4 separate regions of the Drosophila melanogaster genome follow, and regions 1, 2 and 3 are each linked to region 4. A link is a contact called in public Hi-C data. All regions are on one chromosome and are shown on one strand. Each heading gives the region's core, a stretch centred on a gene start, on an enhancer-like site or on the middle of the called end of the contact. The rest is flanking DNA. Distances are from core to core; before and after follow the strand shown.

Region 1 (5,760 bases), core at 1,765-4,264, 330 kb before region 4:
GATCAAATGCAAGGAGGTCGAGTCTGTTGCCATTTCCAACTCGCCAACAAAGCAAGTGCGTTTTTCTCCCTATCCAGAGATAAGCCATATCGAAGAGGAGAAATTTGAGAAGACCGATTGGCTTTCTCCTTCAGAAGAGGCAGGTGTCCCAAATGCGGAATTAGAAGAGGACAGTGACGAAATGGAGGCCACAGACGAAGATTTTGAGGAAATATCAGAAGAAGAATTCGAAATGGCGCTGAAAGATGAAGGATTTGAGCAGGAGGTAAAAGTAGAAAAGTCAGAAGAGGTTTTGCATCTAGAACAGGATAGATATGATGAGAAATCTGGCTCAGAAGTCGAGGAATCCGTATCGGATGACAAGGAATCCGGAGGGGAGGCTTCAGGAGAGGAGGAGCCGGCTGATGCGGCCAAACAAGTAAAAATCGGCGAAAACCCGAAGACTGATGAGCAGCTATCCAATGAAATTTCCGATAAACCACAAATAATTAGAGTCGACACTCTCTCTCCCTTCAAAAACATATCTTCCTGGGCCAGCGACGATATACCCAGCACCTCCAAGGGCACTCTTAATCGTTTTACTGCAACCCAGTTTATGAACTATGGTAGCAATCGCGATGAAAACGAGGCGCCGCCTTGCAAGCGACTAAAATTGGAGGAGGAGGAGTTCCCAATGAGCCAACCAATGCCGGATTACTTTAAGCATCCGTCGTCCACATTCAACAACTTTGATGATCAATCACTTCGATTCAGCTCGCCCCACAACAATTTTGACGATGATTACCTGCTGAACTTCAGCGATGATAATGATGTTACACCTACTGCCGCCTCGGCGTACATACTTTAAATTGTTAACGTATTTTGGTCAAAAATTAATGTATGTTCTTTATAAGAACGGACAATTAATTAATATCCAGATACTTATTCATTCATTGCCATTTGCAATCAAAAAAAATTTCACTTCAGCTAAATTATTTGTAGCTTTATAATGAAATTAATTTGCGTACATAATATGCATATGTACATTTAAATCATACGTATTCAGTTCGAAAGTGCCGTTTCAGACTTATTCTTCATTTTGTCGTTGCTTATAAACTAATAAAACAATAAATTAAGACAAATTCGTGACTTTAAATATTTAATTTTACTGCAAACAGTAAATTTTACCACTTGCAATAAAATACTTTTCTCATTACAGCATATAAATCTTTATTAAAAATGTATATTATAAAATAGGGGAATATGAAGACTACTTAATACAATACATAGTGTAAAATACATTTATATATTTAATCTAATATATATTTAACTTTAATATTTCATTTGTAATTCTGGGCGCCAATGGTTTGAGTCCAAGCTTTAATCGATTTGGTATATTTATGGTTTGTTTTGGTATTTGTCAGCATGCATCGCGCTTAGTATTTTAACCCATGCTGTCGATACCACGAGTTTGTTTTACAAAAATTGAACCAAAACCCAAAATAAATGGCTCGGAAACGAAAGATTCCCGTGCGCAAGCACCACGGCGTCCGTGATCCCCTCAAGCAGCTGGAACAGAAGGAGAAGAAGTTTGTTCATAGTGGCAAGTCAGTCGAAAAAGGCAGCTAAACTAATATCTGCACCATTTCACATTTCAGACTTTCCAAAGTAACGAACAATCCGCCTGTGAAAAAGGATGAGCAGCAGGTGTCCTTTAAGTTCCGTCAGTTTCAGCAGCTTGCCAACGCCACCAAATCGGGCAAGAAGCTAAGATTGGGCGAAATTGGACGGGAGGATAAGCCCAAATCCTCTCCAGGATCCAAGCCTGGCAGTAGTTCCTCCTCAAAGGAAACGCGTAACATCAAGCAGTTCGCCAACGAAACGGACGAGGATTATCTGCGCCGAGTGAATCGCATGACCAATGCATCCGTACGGGAAGCCCACTACGAGGCCAAGTATGGTGTGAACGTGATCAGAAACCCCAAAACCGGGGAGATTACTGTCCAAAAGAGGCCGAAAAACGAGATCGACGAGCTGCTCAAGCAGAAGCAAAAGGAGCAACGGCTGGCGGGCAAAAGGGGTCGCAAAAAGGTTCAAGTCGTACACAAGCCCATGGATGCGAAGACCAGTCGCGAATTGGTGAAGAGGGCCTACAAGGAGGCCCAGCAAGAGGTTGATACCGAGGAGAAGCAGAATGCCGGGCCAACAGAATTCAAACAGGATGCTGTGGCATTTGGTGAGATCGTCCATGCCCCACCTTCCCTCAAAATCCTGCCGCGCAAAGCGGAAAAAAGTGAAACCGTGCCGCGTCCAGGACGCAAAGCCAATCTCCTTCTAAAGTCCATGCTGAATCCCGACCAGGGTCAGTCAAATCGTGGGCCGGAGGACGACGACAGCAGTCGACTAAAGCTGGCTGCCCAATCTAAGAGCGCCTTCAAAGCACCCACCAAGGCCCAGATGAAGGGCAAGCGGAAAGATCTGCCCTTGGCTACGAGGTCAATGCTTGAAACCGAGCGCAGCAAAATGGTTCAGCTATACCGTCAGCTCAAAAACAAGACAACAGCAGATTCCTAACAGATTCTAGACTAGATACCAACGTACTTTTTTTTTTACATGAAAACAAGTTAACCTAATCCCTTAAGTTTCGTGAATGCGTTTGCTACCCACTGAAGGTCGTAGTTTCATTATAGAATGTTAAATATATTGATGAGATTTTTATTAAATCTATTTTCATACAAAATAAAAAGTGCACTGTTTAATTCCACTATTTCTATCAGTATTTCATGGAGGTGGTAATTAATATGGAGTCTTTTGGCAAAAAGAAAAAGGGCACTATTATGTTGATATTTATAGATACAAAAAAAGTACTTCACTTGCTTATGCAGACACTCACATTTTTTTATTTACGTATAACATTAAAAAATATAAATAAAATTTAGAGAAACTAAAAAGTGGCGCTAAATATGACAGTATGACCAGATTTTATTAGAAACCCACGTTCAGTTTTGTGCGGTAGCTGTGTACACGCTTGGACTTAATCAACACTGCGCCTTCGGCCACACTGGTCGTGACGGAAATTTCTGAAATTAATTTATTTTAAATTGACTTTTAAGCGTGATCGTTCGCCGAAAAAGTCGGCTAAAGTGAAAAGCAATAGAAAAAATTTAAAAAAATTGCTATTAGCGCAGTAGTCAACTACAATTACTCTAGTTAACGCAGTTTTAGCCAACTTCCTATTTTTTTTATATTGATTAAATTCATTGTTGTAGACACACGCACATACACATACGCATAGGCACGCGGATAGAGAGAAGAACAACAAATTGTGACTGGCGCGCAAATAGGCACACAAATAGCATTAACAATTGATAAATAGCCTAGACGCTAAATGAGTCAATCGTGAATTAAAATCGGATATAGAAGGCTTATTAAATTTTCCTTCTTCAACTCGGGCTTACGTACATCGTGTCAAAGCCACAATGTCTTACTGCAGTGGTGTGGGTGAGTGTGCTGTTTTAGTTGTTTTTACTTATCAGCTGAGCGAAGGAACGGTGATTAACCCGCAGCTAGTGCGCAGCCCGTGAAGCCAAAAACGACTATTAACCCTTAGTCCGTGCATTCTGTTCACCACCACCACTTCTGCTTTGGAATGCATATTACATCTGCATGTCTCTGTTTTTTTTTTCTAGCCATTTCCGCTGACGAGGGGATTACAATGCGCAATGGCAGGGCAAAGGCGCTCCAGGAACACTCCCCGGATCAGGTGGCTACTCCACTGTTGCCACAGGTGCCGCCACAGGAGCAACAAGATCTTAATCCACAGCAACAACAGCAGCAGCAGCAACAACAACAGGCCACTCCGCAAAAGCAGGCCATGTCCGCAGACGAGAAGAAGGCCACCAAGAAGTCCCTGGTCATCGTAGCGGGCATTTTTGTGGCCAGCTTGGTCACCATGTGCTATGTGTACGCCATATTCCCCGAGCTCAACGCGTAAGTGGGTCTTTCTGGTGCTAAAGCGCCACAAATGTGTGTCCCCTGCGCATTCGTGCACCTGTAAGGTGTTAAGTGGCCTCCATGTGTGTGTGTGTGTATGCTTAGCTTGTCTCGCTTGATTTGCGAGCAGAGATGTCGACCAATGATCCGCTTAAAATAGCTAGGCTACATCCAACTATGATTAGATATGCTAGGTAGTCATTTACCTAATGCTAGTTATCTCCATTTCGCTTCTAAAACAATATTTTATGTTTAAATATCATAGATATTACATTTGTAGGATGTAAAACTCTTATTGCAAATACTTATTATTGGCTAGATCAGACATAACTATTTGTATGTAGTGAGAAAAGGGCCATTTAATTGTCCAAATATTTACTATAACAGCCATGTTAAATAAGTAACTTAACTCAAATGTCACGCTTTGCATAAGAAAAACTTTCTGCACACGATTATTATTATCTTTAAACTTTACCTAAAGCGGATTGTTATTTGATAGTCTGGTTCTGTGAGTGAGTAAACTTATTTTGTTTAAAGTTCAAGACGTTTGTGTACATATACTTCTATCAATTTGAATTCATCAGAATTTGATTTGCATGGAATCAGCAAGTCAGAGAACAATCTTTGTTTTTTTTTTGTCAAATTTGATCAGCAAACGTAACGTGTTGAAAACTATAAGTGCAGATCCCTCTAATCTTTTTCAAAGTCCCTTGGCAGACCCATTATTCTTATTGATAATGCTGTGAAATTTTACTTATCTATTTTGTTGTTCTTTTTTGTGTTCGTGCCTTTTCACTGCATTGGCATACAGTGATTATAAAGTAATTGAAATAGTAACCAAATCATGATACCTTTTACGGCATTATAAAAACACTTATCTGTATATCGTGAGTTTGCTTCCATTTAAGAGGCGTTTTTGGGCAGTAAAGATAGGAACTATTTACAAAGAGTTATTAAAGTATAGTATTCAATAAATAACAATGGTTTTCTATTTAGATAGTTAATCAAATAGTAATATTATATACCAGTCCCTAGCAACCAAACTTATCTAAATTTGTAAATTAAGAAATATTTCAATTAAGCTCCAGTTGAGTAGCCAGATTTGACTGGAAAATGGCTGAAATTACAGAGCTATCTGGCGAGAGGGTTTACTCGCACACACACACACACACACATCGAGTCACGCCACCGATATATGAAGTATTTGTATATATATACATATATACATAGACTGTGTTTACACCTCGTCTCGGTTTTGTTCTTGCCCAACTTCTGCAGGTCGGAGAAACAACACTTGAAAATTCCGCGTGATATCCAAGATGCTAAGATGCTAGCCAAGGTCCTTGATCGCTACAAGGACATGTACTACTTCGAAGTGATGTTTGGCGTCGTGGTCGCCTACGTATTGTATCCTTTTACCAAATCCAAAAGTACAAATCCAAAGTACGAAAAATGGCATGAAAAGTCGGTCGCCGACTGATTAGATAATAAAAGAGTTCTATCGTTCGGCGGTGACCTTGACCCGATTACCAAAAATGAAGACCCCGCCACTACAAACTATTCACGGTCAGTCGGGCGTTTGTGTGTGTTTCCACCTTAATTAATTCACGATCACCGTTTGAAGCGCATAGTGTGCATATTAAATACGTGGGTAGCACGGGGAAGTGCGAGTGAGATAGCTGTAGGAAGCAGGGGAGCCGCTGAGGTTGCCTTCTTGCTCTTACTTACTACTTGCACTCTCTGGGGTGGACCGTATTTCTTTGGATTTTCCTCACACGCTAGCATTTC
Region 2 (5,861 bases), core at 267-2,766, 350 kb before region 4:
GTATTTCAGCCAAGTGCATAGGCGTATGCGTATCTACGGGGAAGAAAAAAGAGCGCACCGCTTGTATTTCATAAAACTCACAAGCACACGGAACCTCAACGTATGATACACATGTATATATATATATATATCTCCGATTAGGCGATAGCCGTGTTCTTCGCTTTTTATCACCAACGGAACGAACAACTGACGCAAACGTTACTTAAGGCTTGCGCTTCTTCTTCTTGCACAGCAACATGTCATTCATGCGTTTAATTCACAGCTCTAGAGTTTCGGTCCTGCCATTCAGGCACATTTACACCAAGTAATTTAAAAAATAAAAAAAAAAATGCGAACTACACTCGTCCAATTCGATTACTCGAACAAACATACACACACACTCACGCACGCTACGCGCTCTCAACGAAAACCGAATGATGTCATCATCGGTGGCAGAGACAGCGACGCCGGCAGCGACGGCGACAGCGTCGAAATATATGAGTTAGCAGGCAATTTTAATCGATGATGTTTTTATTATGTACGTAGAAATGTATGCGAGAAATCACTTGCTTTTCATATTTTAGCACACTTCTAATTCTCAAACCAAAAACACACACACAGGCACACCAAGAGTAAGAGTCGCTCACACATTCGTTAGATACTTTTTGCTCTCTTTTGCCACTTCTGCCTTTTATTGGTGGCTCCTTTTTCGTGGCCTATTCACTTGGGCGTTGGTCTATTTCACATTTTCCCCGTTCGACCGCTTGCGTTTCGAATTTCGCGCCGTTTTTACTGCACTGCGGCGACTTTCACTTACCTACTCGATAATTTTGCAGCTCCGCTCGCCCTAATTGATTCATAAAACACAGTTAATTTCATAGATTTAGCACGTTCAACTAAAAATCTTCGGTCTGGCGGATGAACTTCACTTGGCGAGAATGGAAAAAATGTATGTATTCAAAACATCGCGTTGCGAACGAGTGAACGAAGTGAACCAGCGCGAGAAGGCGCTAAAAAACGCCTACTGCGCAGTGTGGCCGTGCCACATGATCTGGCTATAAATTAGCCAAAACGGTGGAACTTAAGATTTTTATATATTATTTAACTTAAATATTCCTTCATATTTGTATAACCTAATATTACATAAACAATTGTTTACGCCACATGTACTCTATTACTTCGAGCTATTTAAATAATATTAATTAAATTTTTATCAGAACCAAAATGTTCTTATTTTCCTAAGATTTTCGTTACAGAAATGCTTATATACAAACATAACTTATTTATATTTAACTTTTTTTAATATGTTGGCTTTTTGGGAGAATATAAGCCTTATTGCTAATAATAACAGTAAAGATTTTACTAACTTAATAGTACTAATAGTTGTTAGCCTCTTGCAATAATTGTTAATATTTTTCTTTAGCTGCGCATCTCTTTGTTAACCTTCACCTATGAGAGCAGTATAGTATTTTTATAATAATAAAATAATAAAATGTAGTAATTGCTGGTATATTTGCAGCCTCTCCAACTGGCCACACTGACGTGTGTTGATTTTTTGGATGCGGATCGCAGTGGATTCTCGGATTCTCCGGCATTCCCTGCCCCAACTACAGATCGCCGAGATTAAAGCAGACCCGCGCCGGCATCTCCAGCACGGACACCCCGCCGGCCAGGCCAATAGAGCGGGACAACCGAGCACACGAGCATTGCCGGGTGCAACAAGTTGGAACGCAACGACAACGACGACGAGGACAAAATGCCGGTGAGGATGTACGATGTATCGCCGCGCGTTTTCTGCGCCATGCAGAATCTGGACATCACCCTGCTGGCCAGCTATCCGGAGGCGGAGATTCGGCCCGTGCTGCCCTCGCTGGTGCGGATGAGCCTGCTATCGCCACTGGACAACACCGAATCGTCGATGGAGTCGCGCAAAGAGATCCTGGCCGTGCTCATCGGCATCGAGGTGGTGAACAGCATCGTCTCCTACCTGCAAGTCAACTACCATGAGCTGGAGAATGAGCTGAAGAAGGAGCTGCAGGCCCGCCAGAAGTCGGCCTTCTTCGAGGGACAGCAACACGAGTACGGCCTCCAGTCGGGCATCGCACTGGGCTTTGAGCGGGCGGATGTGGCGCGCAAGGTGCGCGTGGTGCTCTCCGAGATCTTCAATCTGCAGCAGCAGGTCTCCGAGCAGAAACCGGCCGCCCATTCGGAGATGCTGGACGACGGCATCTATCTGGAGGAGGTGGTCGACATTCTGTGCATTGCTCTCGCCGAGCTGCCCTCCCTGCTGAACATACTGGAGCTAACGGACGCCCTTGTCCATGTGCCCAACGGACATCGCATCATCTGCGCACTGGTCGCCAACTTTCCGGATTGCTATCGCGACGTTGTGTCCCATGTGATCGCCAATTGCGACGAGGATGGCAGCGATGGCAAGCACCGGTTAATGCTGCTCATGGGGCTCAGCGAGATGAATCCCTCCCAGGCGCTGGCCAACAGGTCCATGTGCGTGGATATGCTGAAGGTGCCGTCGTTTATGCTTAAGCTCACGCTCAAGCATCCCGAGGATCTGGTGAGTAGGGTAATATTGACCAGTAAGGTGCAGATTTACCACAACACTATAATCGTTAGGAAATTCTTTGCATTTCATTTAAATTTAACGTACATAAGAAATGTTTTTTGATCATATTTTGTTGATTGATCTTTTTTGTTTGGAGTACCATTCATTTGGAGTTCTGCTTATTTTTGTGTAACATGTGTTAAGCAAAAGCAAAAGCGAGAAAATGTTGCTTAGCTATCTCGCTCTAATTCGCTAGAGCGATTGAATCTTATTTGGACGTATGACAATATTTACGAATAATGAGATAACAATGCAAACTTCAACCACTCCCCACAGATAGCCTTCCTCACGGGCCTGCTGCTGGGCAATGACCAGAATCTGCGCTCCTGGTTCGCCGCTTACATCCGCTCCAGCCAGAAGCGGAAGGGGGACGCACTGAATCTGGTGCGCGTGGAGCTGCTACAGAAGGTGATTCAAACGACGACCAATGCGGCGGAGCTGCGCGACTTCAATCTGCAGGGCGCGGTGCTGCTGCGTCTGTACTGTGCCCTGCGCGGCATCGGTGGCCTGAAGTTCAACGACGACGAGATCAATGCTCTGTCGCAGCTGGTCACGAGTTGTCCGCAGGCGACGCCCTCGGGCGTGAGATTTGTAACGCTGGCGCTGTGCATGCTCATCGCCTGTCCCTCGCTGGTGTCCACCATTCCACTGGAGAACAAGGCTGTGGAGTGGCTGCAGTGGCTCATACGGGAGGATGCCTTTTTCTGCAAGCGCCCCGGTACTAGCACCTCGCTGGGTGAGATGCTCCTGCTTCTGGCCATTCACTTTCACAGCAATCAGATCTCGGCCATCAGCGAGATGGTCTGCTCCACGCTGGCCATGAAGATACCCATCCGGCCGAACAGTACAAACAGAATCAAGCAGCTCTTCACACAGGACCTGTTCACGGAGCAGGTGGTGGCGCTGCATGCGGTTCGCGTACCCGTCACTCCGAATTTAAATGGCACCATACTGTGCTACCTGCCGGTGCACTGCATCCAGCAACTGCTGAAATCGAGGACATTTCTCAAGCACAAAGTGCCCATTAAGTCGTGGATCTTCAAGCAAATATGCAGTTCGGTGAGGCCAGTGCATCCTGTGATGCCGGCCCTGGTGGAGGTCTTTGTCAACACGCTGATAATACCCAATCCCACCGGAAAAGTGAATATTGATCACATGCACCGGCCCTTCACTGAGGCGGAAATTCTGCACGTGTTCCGCACATCCAAGCTCACATTCTTCGCCGAGGAGCTGCCACCGATGGCGGAAAGTCAGGAGCTCAACCAGATCGAGGTGACGTGTCCACTAACCGCCCAGCTGCTGATGATCTACTACCTCATGTTGTACGAGGATACGCGACTGATGAACCTCAGCGCTTTGGGTGGTCGCAAGCAGAAGGAGTACTCCAACAACTTCCTGGGCGGACTGCCACTGAAGTATCTGCTCCAGAAGGCGCACCACTACCACAACGACTATCTCTCGCTCTTCCATCCGCTGCTGCGTTTGATTATCTCCAACTATCCGCATCTCAGCATGGTCGATGACTGGCTGGAGGAGCACAATCTGGCCCAGGGCAATTCCACGGTGGTGGTAAGCAAGCATGAGCTCAAGCCGGAGACCCTGGATCGTGCACTGGCCGCCATCCAAACGAAACCGCATCTAGCCATCCGCGTGTTTAAGCAGCTACTCCAGATGCCCCCAGAAACGCAGGCGCAGTATGGACAACAGCTGGTGAAGCATCTGCCGATGGTGTTTGCCAAGTCGGTGCCGCGATACGTCAAGGATCTGTACAACGATATTTGGCTGCGCCTGAATGCCGTGCTGCCCACCACCCTGTGGATCATGTCGCTGCGAGCGATTACCAACGGCTCGGATACGATGGATCGACGTACCTTTGCCAACGAGAGTCTTCTGGAGCCCATGGAGGTGCTAAGGTGGGTTGCCTCGTCATTTTCGTGTGTTGTTTCCTAAAATTCTTTCGCATTCCTTTTGATCAACAGTTGTCCACGCTTCGTATTCTGTTCGCCCTATTTGCTGATGATCCTGCTGCGCATTCTGAAGGGCAGCCTAGCCGCCTCGAAGACCTATCTCAACGTGCACATGCAGATGCAGCAGAAGCAGGTGCTGGACAAGAATGGCATGATGCAGACGGATGCGATTTGGGAGGACCTAAGGACCACGCTGATTGCCTCGCAGGAGAGCGCCGCCGTGCACATTCTGCTGGAGGTGCTGGACTACATAGCCAGCAAGGCAACGGATCGGGTGTCGCATCTGGAGCTGCGTGAGATACAGGGCATCATTGGCACCTATGTGCATCAGGCATTCATTTCGGAGCCTTCGCTGGCGAAACTAGTGCACTTCCAAACGTATCCAAAGTCGGTTATTCCCATGATGGTGGCCAGTGTGCCATCGATGCACATATGCATTGATTTTGTTCACGAATTCCTCAACGTGACGGAAATGGAAAAACAGATCTTTACCATCGATCTGACCTCCCATCTGGTGCTCAACTATTCGATACCCAAGAGTCTGGGCGTCTCGAAATTCTGCCTGAATGTAATCCAGACGACGTTGTCCATGCTGACCGCATCGACCAAGTGTAGATTCCTGCGCAATGTGATGCCAGCGATGGTTCGTTTCGTGGAAACGTTTCCCATTCTGGCCGACGACTGCGTCAACATCCTGATGACCACCGGGCGCATTCTGCATTCGCAGTCATCGCTGGGCATGACCACAATGGAAATGCCACTCACCGATAGCGACAAGCTCTGCACGTATCGGGATGCCCAGCTGCACATCATCATGATCGAGGACGCGTTTAAGGCACTGGTCACGGCGGTCATGAAAAAATCGGACCTGTATTAGTTGGACTCGATCCCGCCTTGTTTTTCATAGTCGTAAGCAACCTTTCCCCACTCCGCCCCCCGGCTGATTATAATAGTGCTTGTAAAATTTATAACAACATTGACCAGAATAAATACTTATTGCAAAAACCATTTCTATATAACTAATTAATTAATTGAGTTTAAATTTGGCGCCTCAAATAAATATATAACTACGCAGCTGTTATCGGAATCTACTTTTATCGATAATATACTTTGGTTAGCGAGTACACATACCAGATATATCTATCGTTCCCGGCCATGCCACCCATACGCGTATCGGGTTATCGATAAAAACTAACAAGCATCGACATTAGTTCCAGCTCTAGTTTTTGTTGTTGTTAAATTAAAGCTCGGATGTGAATTACAATAATTGTGAGTAGCGTTCGTGCGTGCGTAAT
Region 3 (5,442 bases), core at 2,152-4,651, 280 kb before region 4:
TTAACCCCAACCTCCCCTCATCTGACATTGGCCTAAATTCAAATATGATTTTTGTGTTTAACTATTGGGCTACCAATCGCAATTTGTCAGGGCCCAGAATCCAAGGGCCAAGGCGGGGGAAACCCAATTCGATGACTTCAATTATTGGATGTATGTAACGCTCTGCCACGCCTCGTAATGGAATTTTAAATTGAACTTTGTAAAATACGCTTATGGCCGCCGCTCATTAAACGCACATACATGAGGAAGTTGCATCCACTGGCACGCTTCCCCCAACCATATAAACTGAATTCAGCCCGCTTCTTTCCCCCCTTTCTCTTCCGCACTTTCTTAACTCTACACATGGTAACAAAGAAACGGCTATTAAGAACGCTCTACTGCACCTTTACGACCTGAAGATACCTCTTAACAGCATAACTCCACAGAAAATATATTTCAATAAATTTAAATCTAGGTAATTTCACTTAGATAAATTGTCATAAAATAGATAATTAAATTAATAGAAATTAAATAAATGCCATCTAGGTGAAAATAGGAAAATTCGTACATTTCAGAAACCTATGTAAAACTTTAGAGACACATCTACTAGCATCCCAAAATGGATGTCTCTATGTGATATAGATCCTGAGTTAGATGAGATTGAGCATAACTATATAGGGATTTCATCTGGCTTATATACCAATGATCTCGCATTTTTTACAGGTAATCAACACAGCCACAGTAGCTATGGCCGTAAGATCCGCAGCTGATTCAGAGTCTGTTGATTCTACTTACTTAACGCATGGCCTCTATGCCCGGCCAGTCATAAACTGGTTTAACGACTTTAAGTTCTATAGACAAGCGTGGCGAAAGAGAGGGCTAGAGCCGTGTGGAAAGAGAGGGGCATAGATATAGGCAGGTAGGCAGTAGAGTCCAGCGAAACAGCGAAAATGTTAATCAGCCAATTGAGACTGCACTTGGACTTGATAGCCAGCTCAACTGCACTTCATATATACGTATATAAATATGGCAAAAATATCGCTCGACTATATGAGTCATTCAGCTATGGGATGCCTCCGATTAGATAAAGCCAAAGCTGATAAAAATAAAAATTAATATACCTATTGTATATGGCACATATTGAAGAAAAGAAAGAGCCAAACAAAAGACAGCGAGGTGAATGGCGGAGTATCAGAATCAGTGCATGGCAGCTGGCAAAGTGTAAATGATTTAATATACAGCCAGGCGCAATTGCCAATCCAGTTAGGAAAGGCATTAAAAAATTATACAAAAAAACAGTATGCTGCCCGCTAACTGTTAAGAAAATAATAGCAAAACACCGGGCCAAGAGATAAAATCGCCATTACTATTAATATGGGGTCTTGCGATTATTGTTTCGACGCTTTTGCTACGGGGTTAACTCGCTTTATCATAGATCACTTAACACCAAAGTGCGGCCAACTACAGTGGATAGCGGCTAATAGATAATGCCATTCAATGCTATCATTGTTAGTACTCAATATAATGGAAAAGTAATTACACATACCGTTGAGTTAGTCGGTTCAAATATTTCTTATCATTTAATGAGTTATATGTGGCAACACTCATGGTGGCAAATTTAATTAAGAGGGGATAACAAATAATAATCTTAAAAGTTTCGGAATCCTAGAGTTAAGTAATTCGAATCACTAAGCAAAATTTGTGATTTACTTCGAAGTTCATTCTCTATTGGCATAACGAATTTATATTTTGTAAACATATTTTATTTGCGTAATGATTAATACTTGACACAACAAAAAGTTACTAAAACTATCAAAACTTATGAAAAGTTTTTGTTCTAAGAAAGAGGATTCGATCGTCATAAGTCGCTATAAATTGAAAATATCTGTATATAATTAACATTGATAATACTATATATAATGATTGATAATAAAAAGAGGAAGGATTTAAAATTGGAATCAATTGGTGGCAATCAATTCGGGATTAGTAGATCAGGAACGAATGCGAAAATCGAAAACAATTGGGCACTTTAAAATGGCAATTAGCTTGGCCATTTGAAACGGGAAATGTTTTGCAAAACGAACGGTTAATGCAGGTGCAATTTACAGGGGGTAATCGCCTAATTACCGTTAGTCGTGCCTCACTGTATCTTCGTTTGTTTTGGGCTTCTAATTGGCAATTGGCAACTCGGGCTTTTTGGCCATGCTCGACTAACTAAGTGAGCCTCGTTTAACGGTCTTTTATTTATTTAGTTATTGCAGCTGCTTACTGAGTGCAAAAAAAATCCACTGAATATCAGTACCCTTTTCACACACACACACACGTACACATGGATTGAAAGGACCTGCAGCTTTTGTTGTTTCGACTTTTGCTTTATTTTATTGATTTTTAGCCAAGAATAAGAGGACAGGTTCAAAACACACAAACAAACACGCATACACCCGCACGCAGGAAAACACACCCCTGCTGGGTATGTGTATCCCTGAGCTACCAAAAAAAAGGAAAAAGGGAACAAAATATAATCAGACAATTGACTAGAAGACTTAAACAAACCTTTTTGGGTCGCAGCTTTCAAATTTGCGTGTATTCAATTTTTTTTTTTTTAGCAGTGATACTCCTTTAATTTACTGTTAGTAATGGCGCGCAAGTTTTTACCAACAACAACAACAATTCGACAACAACAGTGTTAGCCGCACGCCAAACACATTCACACACACAACACAAGCACGTTAAAAAAATGAGACCGCGCGAGTCGACCGCTATTCCCCACGAAATCCACGAACGTTATGTTTGCAGCCGTCGACGGTCGTTGAAATATGTCCGAAAAATCCCCACCGTTAAATGGGGAGCCTTATAAAATACCAAAAAGATACCAATCGTCAACCAATTCACCATAGACCCAAACCAACGTATGAAATTCAAACTGTATTTAAAAGTGTAAAAGGGATAGAAGCGGATAAGCAGGGCAACTGTTACTAACTTTAAGCTAGGCTTGTGAGTGGCCAAAGTTAATGAACAAATTAAGAGGACTAAATTCAAGGCGGTGCATTTAAAAATGTTACAAAATACTAAGAAAATACCAGTGGTATTGATAGCACCCTTGACTCAAACCATCAAATGTTTTGCTTGGCTATATGATTAAGAGGAAAGTTGGGGGAATGCCTCATTTGTACGTTTTATGAATAACGTAATACTAACTTACAACCAAAATACCTTTTAAGACTTAAAATAAAGTGTCACTTCTCATGTCTGAATCCCTCTGTGTAACAATCAATTTGAATTTCCGATATCCAATCATCGCTATAGCTTTGTATATAAATCTCGCGTAATTTTCATGCAAGTGTTTTAGAATATTTCAATTTGATCTGCAATTCGAAATTGACTGCAATAGTCAGCTAGTCATACGATACTTTTTATCGATATTACTCCACACCTAGATTCGCTGACAGTCCGCCTCTAATTTAATTTCGTTTGTGCACATTTTGTTTGAAAGACGCTTAAGATTATTGGGTTTTGTTTCATGTATTGTGCCCTTTGTGCTAAAAGGTAAGAATAACAAGATATATGTTTGTGATTCCGCCGATTCGTTGGGTCTTCCAGGTCTCGTGAGTTCGCGTCGCTGGTTGTTGATGTGCGTGTGCTGTTTTTTTTCCGTTTTTTTTTTGCGTTGTTGTGTTTGTGTGCGTGCGAGTGGAGGAGTGCAGCCGAAAACAACAACAAAACGGGACAGTAGAGTTCCTGGCATTTTGTGGTTGATGTTACCCTATTTTTACCGTTGCCTTCGCTTGCCATCAGCGGAACTTTACATTTTTTCACGGAGTTGTGAAGAAGTTGCCTGTTATTTGGTGTTGATGTCAAACCATTTTAACCGCTTACCTTGCAGTGCATCCGCCATTTTACGCAGAGATGTCGACCTATTTCGGGGTCTATATCCCGACCTCCAAAGCGGGCTGTTTTGAGGGATCGGTGTCGCAGTGCATCGGCTCCATAGCCGCGGTGAACATAAAGCCATCCAATCCGGCGTCTGGATCGGCATCAGTAGCATCGGGATCGCCATCCGGCTCGGCGGCATCCGTGCAAACGGGCAACGCAGACGATGGCAGTGCTGCCACCAAGTACGAGGATCCCGACTATCCACGTAAGTACGAACGAGATGAAGCGAGTGTCGGTATATGTGTGTGTTTTGCGTTCCAGTTATTTGCCGCTTGTTGCTATTGTGATACCCTGTAATCGGGGGTCATGCGCGAACGTTCGGTCGATTCGTTGATGGGTATTCGTGTGCTTTTGTTTTTAAACAATTGTGTCGTATGGAGCAAGTGGGAGGTTTTATGATTCATACACATACTTTTAAAACCAAATTTAAAAGTCGAGGGTTGAAGTTTCCAAGCAACAGGAATGTTCATGATCGGAATTGCATAGGTTTTGTTTTGAAACTAAACCTGAATTGCTTGACGAATTTCTGCAATAATGTTTGTTTTATAAGGGGTTGAAATTTTATTCCCATTTATGCAGAATATACCTGATCGAAATTTGTTCAGCATATGGATAACTCGTTCTTTCAAGTCGTTATTTTAATGAACCTAATAGTGCATATTACACATTTTTGGTAAATTAAGTGCTTAAATATTATTATATATGAAATGTATTAACTGGGATAAATTACATATAGGGTAATTCAACTGTTGCATTTTTATAAGTTTCGTTTTGCGCTGTTGTTCCTCCATGACTAACAGCCCATGAAGAAGTTTACATGTGTGTGTTCAAAACTTCTGAGATTCGAGAAAAAAGTCGGAATCGGGGCTTGCCCAGCTGTCCCGCTCGCACAGTCGATTTCCTTGTCTGGGAGCGGTCTTTCGATTTAATTGTAAACAAATGGTGAACGATGGCGATTACCTGTCTAATTAAATGCAACTCTCCTGCTCTCAGTCGTTCGCTCTTTAATCCAATTATATGCGATTCGAAAACAAAAAACCGATTGGGGCGAGTTCATTCCACTTCCACATCGACATCATCCAGTTCCCATTCCAGGCAATGCCCAAATTGGATGCATTACGAGGACCTTGACCTGTCAGCACCCACATTCTGCCATATTTATGTTCCAGCAGTCACACAGCTGCGGTCAAAATAATAGGTCCTTATATATATTTTTTTTTAACAAGAATAATTATGGGTTACTTAACAATTATCTTAATATTCTAAAATTCGGGGCAATATCACATAAGTAGTAAATATTTATATATTTATATTATTATTTCTTATGTACCTATTAAATTGCGATTTTTAGAAAGATCCCGAAACAGCAGTTGATAATAAAAACTATAAATTAGGTCGCAACTGTATATCACACAGAATTTCTCCAATTTGCTTCCTTTTCAAATTTATTTATACTGCGAGCTGCAGAACAACAAGTATCCCGAAAAAGTGTGTGCGTGTACTGTCAAGAATCCCCGGATCCTATATTTA
Region 4 (6,064 bases), core at 99-2,598:
TGTTGCAGCAACAGGGAGTCGATATCGAAGTCGTTCGTCGGTAGACACTTGATCGTGGATGCGGATGCGTTAGCGGTTGTTGCGGATGGACTGGGACTCAGATTTGAGTTGGGATTCGCATTCGAATTTGGACTGTTGTTCGGAGCGGAGTGCGGCCCTGGGGGCGCGGGCAGGGGAATGGCCATCATGGGATTTGTGGTTGTTGTTGTATTGGTTGTGAGCCCGAATAACGGTTCACATTGCATCTGTTGTTGCTGCTGCTGCTGGCTGTCCGAATTTGGATTCGGATTCGGATTTAGATTCAGATTCATGTTCATGTTCTGCATCTCGGCGGCGTTTTCGTAGTTCTCCTCCACATCCATCTCGCTCACTGTCTTGATCTCGCTCTGTCTTTCTCTCACAGTTTGTCTCCTTTGTTTGCTTTCTCCCCCTTTCTTTCTGTAATTAATATATCAAATCAAAATCGCAATCAAATGAAAATGCGTTTTACGCTTTTGTTGTTGTTTCAGCACTTGTACACGCACGCACACCGACGCACGCTTGGTTGGAAATACTCGCAAGCACGCGCGCACACACAGATGCAGCAGCTGGTTTTAAAGGGCGACAAAAACAACAACAGCGACGGTCACCATGGCCAAGGGGGCGAGGCGGGGGGCGTTTCGGCTTCCAGCGTCCGCTGGCGTGACCTGTGACCTCAAAGAAAGCCGAAAAGCGATCGCTTCAAAGCGAAGAAATGCGGGAATAAAATAAAAAGGCAACAATACTGGACCCTGCGGTGTGACCAGGCGATTCTATTCTTTTAGACAAAAGAAGAGGAACCGTGGCGAGCCGACCGCGAAATACTACCCGATAGCGGAAAAATACTAAACGTTTATGTTTGTTAACATTGTAATATGATGTGCGTCAAAGAAAGAGATAAAGAAATATCTTTTTCGAATTCACCTCCTAATAAAGAAAAATAACTGAATAAAAAACGTCCCCATAATTCAAATTCCAACGTTCTTCAATTGCTGCTAACTCAACAACGGAAATTCTACGCACATGTAAAATGTAAAAAAAATAAATTTGCGCACATAACTTAGCATAAGCAGCTTTAAGCTTTTTTTAAATTCTCTTCCAAGCTTAAATTAACTATATTTAAACTTGAAGAAAAACAATGTGCTGTCTATTATGACATTAAGAGGTATTTCAATTCTATCGAAAATTTAAGTTCAAATGGAATACTGTGCTCAGTTTTGGAAATATCGCGGTAAGTACCACCGTATTTTTGTAGGTTTTTCAAATTCCAAAACGGGCACACTGTTTTCGCTCCGTTGTCTTCTTTCATTTCTCACAATACAACCTGCAATTTAGTTTTCTGTTTGTTGTTAAACATCTAACAAAAGCGCTTCGCACGCACAGCAAACCGGTCGATTCCGAATTCAGACGTGCTAAATAACGTTTGAAAACAAAATTTGCTCGGTTGACGTTGTAAATAACAACACGGAGGCTTTAAATCTGGCTTCATCTTTTTTTTTTTGGTAAAAACCAGCAACAAACAAAACCAGCAACGAGTGTGTATGGGTGAAAAGTTAAGAAAAAAGTAAAAGAAGTTTAAGAATATTAGCACAGAAACGCACAAATACATAGATACGTATAGGAAAAGGAGCGCGCGGTAAAACAAAAAAGAAGAGGAGCAAAAAGAAGAAAATCGCCGACTGCGAAAACGGCGACAAAGTGAAATTGATTATAAACGGATAATTTATTTAAAATAATTACCAATCAGCGGCGTCAGTTATAAATAATTAAGAAAGTCAAGAAGAAAAGCAGCAGCAGCACACCACACACACATCGGCAGCGAAAATGGCAACACTTAACAAATTCACAAAAACGCTGTCCATTGATGAAAAGGCGGAGATCAAGGAGAAATTCATAGAGGTGAGATGACAAAAAGAGCAGCAAAACGAAATGGTTTTAGCAATGGCAATAGCAACATTCAATCAATAAGAGTCATAGGTGGCAAATTGTTGAAATTCAAATTGAATGACTCACACACACACGCACGCATGAGGCGCAGGAAGAAAACCGTTAAGCGGTGCATGTGGGCGTCGGCGTTGACAATGGGGAGCAGCGACGCTGACGCCAACGCCGGCTGCGCAGCCGACAGCGCGGCTGGCCTTCAACAGTGCAAAGCAACCCCCCATGAAGTGGACTTAAGCGAAGAAGAAGCAGTGGCGGGGGCAGCAGGAGCAGGAGAAGAACAGAGTCGGACTTTGAAAGGGTCTTACCACTCCGATTTTAGTTCATGTTCTTGCTTAGTTTTTAATCGACAAAGAAGCAGAACCAGCAAGAAGTTAATTAAATTGGGAATTGTAAAACTAAAACTTAACTTAATCAGCTGGCACGAATGTTGGACAGGAGAAGAGGAAATCGTACAAGAACAGAGATCAAATTTTGCATTACACTTACGAGAGTAACTTAGTCCTTTAGCCCTTCAAAATCCCCCCTTGATCCGCCACTGGAAAAGACCGTGAAAAGAAGCAAAGACAAGCATCGCTAGCTAACGGTTAATGCGCTGCGCCCGCTGCTGCATATGCCAGTGCGAGGGAGAGGGGCGCGTGCGTGGATGTGGGTGGGAGGGGACAGCAGATGAGCAAACAAGTTTCCCTTTCCCGCATCTCTTATCTCCCGCTCTTCGCACAGTGGAGAGTCGTTATCAAGAGTACGAGAAGCAAGAGGAAAAAATTACTTTAATTTGTACTATAAAGTGAATTTTGTTTTTGATTTCTTTATGTGTATTGTGTATTGTGGTAAATTGGAATGCAAAAGCTGTTGACGAATATTGCACTTATCAAACTGTCTGAGCCATGTACCGTAAAAACGAAACTAGATAAACCAAGCCGACATCCACAGTAGACACATTACTTTGTCTTGTCACCGCCTCGATAAAGTATGCAAATATTTCTTATCGTGCATCGAGAATTTCCTTCGAATGTTTACAGAAGAAAACACTTTTTTGTCTTATTTTTTGGGTGGAGCCCTCTGCAACTGCAAAGCCCAAAACGAAATCATTACGAGTATAAGGGCAGCGCATGCGTGGAGAAACGCAAGTTCAATGCCGCAGTCGGCGTCGCTGCCCATCCCCCATAGTGACTAATGCTAAAAGCAAACTAAAAAATAACACAACAATGTTGACACCAACCAACCAACCATCATCTTTCACTTGACGAACGAATCTTTCTTGCGAATTTCGCGAGAATAATATTTGGGCAAGGCCAGCGGTATAAAGTTAGCGTATAACGTGCATTTATTTCCATACCATGACACCACGTAAAAGTCGCTCTACTGCCACCCCTTTTTTTTGGTGGGGTTCGCAGGGGGCGGAGTGGAATAGCATGAAAACCAGTTTCTGCTTAAACTAAAAATAAATATAAAAATCACAGGCCAGGGCACATATATACAAGCCCCGTCACCGGGAGAGCGTGAAAAACTACGTCTCAGCTCGGTCGCAGCTTCAATTCAGATTCAGATATCTGCTCTCAAACGCAAGACAAGTCGCACAGTGGGTCGCCGGCGGTTGGCCCTACGAAATGAATTCAAAAACCATACATCGGTATTGCCGACAATAGGAGTGCTTATTCGGTTTCATTGAATATCATTCAATCTTGTTATTACTATGTTACATTTATAGTTTTGAGCATTGCTATTCATTATATACATGCATAAGTACTAACACTATTGCAGTGAACTTCGCAATCAAGCAACATTCGATACCTACAATTCGTAGTTTTTGACCCACTGTGCATTCGTCACCTTGGTTCAGGGGGCAACCGGAGTCGAGCAATTTTCGTTCAATTTTATGCACACACTTAATAGTTTACAATTGTTTCTTGCTGATTTTCGCTCGCCCGACTGCTCGAATCCCGCTCTGCATTTGGCATTTGGCTTTTCGCTGAGCTCGTAATTCCCGGCAATTCCGAAACCAAAAAAAGAGGAATATAATAAACGCCCACGCTGCAATTGCTTCGAGTGCAGGCCATAAAATCCATATATGCTGGAAGACATAAAAAAAAAACCATGCTTGATTGCAACTGCCAACGAAAACGGAATGCAGGCAAAAAAAAAAGAATCTAATCTTGTCTTGAAAACCTCTTCGTTAAATATAAAATTTAAAATTAAAAGTATCATCTCATTGATAAATTCGCATTACTAAATAACACCACATTTTATCTCAGTGTACCATTTAAGTCGACTGCCGTCGCACGCGTCTTTGGCCGTTAATCGGTCGAACAATGTGGGTCCATTGTGCTTGGAACTCCAATGGATCCGCGTGGCCAACAGAACGGTTTGCAAGAAGCTGATTCCAAACGAGATCAGGATAAACACTACTGAACCAGGCACAATACATACAATGGGTGGGAGTTGTGTGGGCGGCGAACAATCGCTGCACTGATTGACACTTGAAAGCTGAAATCTGTTTTCGTTGTTCCACTATTGTTGTTGGATGCTGCGATGACTAATACCGTATGCCTCAGATCAAGGGAAAAATTGTAATATCCGAATGAACAATTCCGCGCTCTTTTTATTCACTGAATAAAGGCTGCCTAATTATGATATTGAAATTATGGTAAACACACTTGTTTATCCCACGGGGACTCTATTTGATATTGTTGAAATTGCTGGCGGCAATACAGCGGTTTCCCCTTCCATCTAATCGGTATATGGCGATTTAAATTTAAATTAAATACTTTAATATTTATGTTGCAATCTAAACGCAAAAGCATTATGGTTCAGAGTATTGAGGATCCGGATTCAGGATTATTGCCTATCGCATATGAGTGGCACATTGTTGCCATTTGCTCTTGTCAAGCAGCAAGACAGTGTTGCCACACCCACATACAAAGCGCTGCTTTTGTTTGTCTTTCGTTTTCGTCTCGAGTTTCTGTGTTTCTTTCCCATTCTTCCAGTGTTTTTGTTTCTGTTTCGGTTTCTGCTTCTGCGTGGGAGTGTCAGTGTTAATTGCCGCAAAGCCCCGCATTTTGAGTGCCCCGATGTGAAGGAGATATGCAATGTGTTTTTATGGTTTATCGAGCTTGCATACTTGATAAACAATGACGGTAGAAATTAAAGCGTTTCGATGAATACATTACGCAATTTATAGCAGATTTATGAGTAAGCCGCATTGAGAGTCCAAATCTCTTGGCATTAAACTGCAGTTATGTTCGATTTTACACTTTTCCTATTCCTCGATTTATGGATGCTATTATCTTGAGCGCAAGTGTGTGCCGCCTTTGTTGCATTGCATGTTGCTCTTTTCAAAAGTTGATGGACAGGCACATAATTCATTTGGCTGCGTTTATTAGGTCTTTCGGCTGCTGCTGTTTTTTCTCTCCCGGCGTTTTTTTTTTCCTGCTTTTACTAGGGTGTTCCCATTCACACAAAAAACAACACTTATTATTGTCTTTTCCGAATATGTATATTATTCTTGGGGATGTTGCTGCAGCTTGGCTTTTATCAACATTGTTTGGGGCCCTCTCAAGTGCATTTTGAGTGCAGGCTACTCGGGCACTTAGCGCTAAAAACGCTTTCTTTATTTATTTCGTTTTTAATTTCATTGTCATTTTAATGCACATGCCAAAGAGTTTTGAATACCCGAACATACAACCGGCACACAGTGTCCATCAAAAGTCGTGCCGCACAGTGGGTCGTGATCAAACAGCGATGATATCATTCGATCCGAAGATTGTGTGCTTATAAAGTCCGTGGGACACGTAAGTGTTACGTGATTGGGAAGCAAACAAATCGAATGTTGGGAATTATTTGAGAGCCATTTAAAATGTCGTTTTAAGAATTTGCGTATTAAATCAACACAAATTTGCTCACCAAACTGTGAAAAGACACTTGTGTAAAATGACAGTATTATATCATTTGTTTTGGAAATCCGCATAGTTACACTGTGCATGGCTATCAAGAGTGAAAGTGTTCGTAATGCGTTGATTGCATTTTATGTGCGATAAGTTGCAGCTGCATAAAGACAACCTCTCCCTCACTTTACCACTTTTTCTCTTTCTTATTTGGTAGTCCT

What was found. A called contact is a pair of places that touch in the nucleus more often than the background predicts.
Region 1: a Hi-C map of the Kc167 cell line shows a contact between it and region 4, with 4 times the contacts expected there. The contact joins the promoter of stas here to the promoter of Fim in region 4. A contact is called at or near these places in 7 of 107 Hi-C or Micro-C datasets (the Clone 8 cell line, the Kc167 cell line, the S2 cell line and 2 more) and 1 of 6 datasets of contacts at active chromatin or transcription factors (the Kc167 cell line).
Region 2: a contact with region 4 is called in a Hi-C map of the Kc167 cell line, with 2.7 times the contacts expected there. The contact joins the promoter of IntS2 here to the promoter of Fim in region 4. A contact is called at or near these places in 2 of 107 Hi-C or Micro-C datasets (the Kc167 cell line and larval brain) and 1 of 6 datasets of contacts at active chromatin or transcription factors (the Kc167 cell line).
Region 3: a contact with region 4 is called in a Hi-C map of the Kc167 cell line, with 2.3 times the contacts expected there. The contact joins the promoter of Ankle2 here to the promoter of Fim in region 4. A contact is called at or near these places in 4 of 107 Hi-C or Micro-C datasets (the Kc167 cell line, brain and embryo) and 2 of 6 datasets of contacts at active chromatin or transcription factors (both in the Kc167 cell line).

Annotation. Positions count from the first base shown.
Region 1 is chrX:17,625,149-17,630,908 of dm6, reverse strand. stas (Stasimon) reads left to right here and starts at 3,014. Exons shown (of 4, transcript NM_132997.3): 1 at 3,014-3,480; 2 at 3,669-3,969; 3 at 5,251-5,379. The coding sequence starts at 3,459. CG8326 reads left to right here and starts at 1,417. Exons shown (of 2, transcript NM_132998.2): 1 at 1,417-1,568; 2 at 1,638-2,745. The coding sequence starts at 1,486. The coding sequence ends at 2,553. It overlaps corolla (corolla,), which reads left to right. Exons shown (of 4, transcript NM_132999.3): 4 at 1-1,118. The coding sequence ends at 847.
Region 2 is chrX:17,652,473-17,658,333 of dm6, reverse strand. It overlaps IntS2 (Integrator 2), which reads left to right and starts at 1,516. Exons shown (of 3, transcript NM_133004.2): 1 at 1,516-2,551; 2 at 2,876-4,512; 3 at 4,579-5,573. The coding sequence starts at 1,736. The coding sequence ends at 5,443. It overlaps beta-Spec (beta Spectrin), which reads right to left and starts at 962. Exons shown (of 7, transcript NM_078664.3): 1 at 797-962. RhoGAPp190 (Rho GTPase activating protein p190) reads left to right here and starts at 5,772. Exons shown (of 14, transcript NM_167573.2): 1 at 5,772-5,861.
Region 3 is chrX:17,577,188-17,582,629 of dm6, reverse strand. It overlaps Ankle2 (Ankle2,), which reads left to right and starts at 3,401. Exons shown (of 10, transcript NM_132993.3): 1 at 3,401-3,525; 2 at 3,863-4,117. The coding sequence starts at 3,886. CG12991 reads right to left here and starts at 2,769. Exons shown (of 6, transcript NM_001272721.1): 1 at 2,533-2,769. It also overlaps asRNA:CR44124.
Region 4 is chrX:17,297,213-17,303,276 of dm6, reverse strand. Fim (Fimbrin) reads left to right here and starts at 1,348. Exons shown (of 5, transcript NM_078661.4): 1 at 1,348-1,917. The coding sequence starts at 1,843. It overlaps CG5445, which reads right to left. Exons shown (of 5, transcript NM_001298442.1): 3 at 1-438. The coding sequence starts at 362.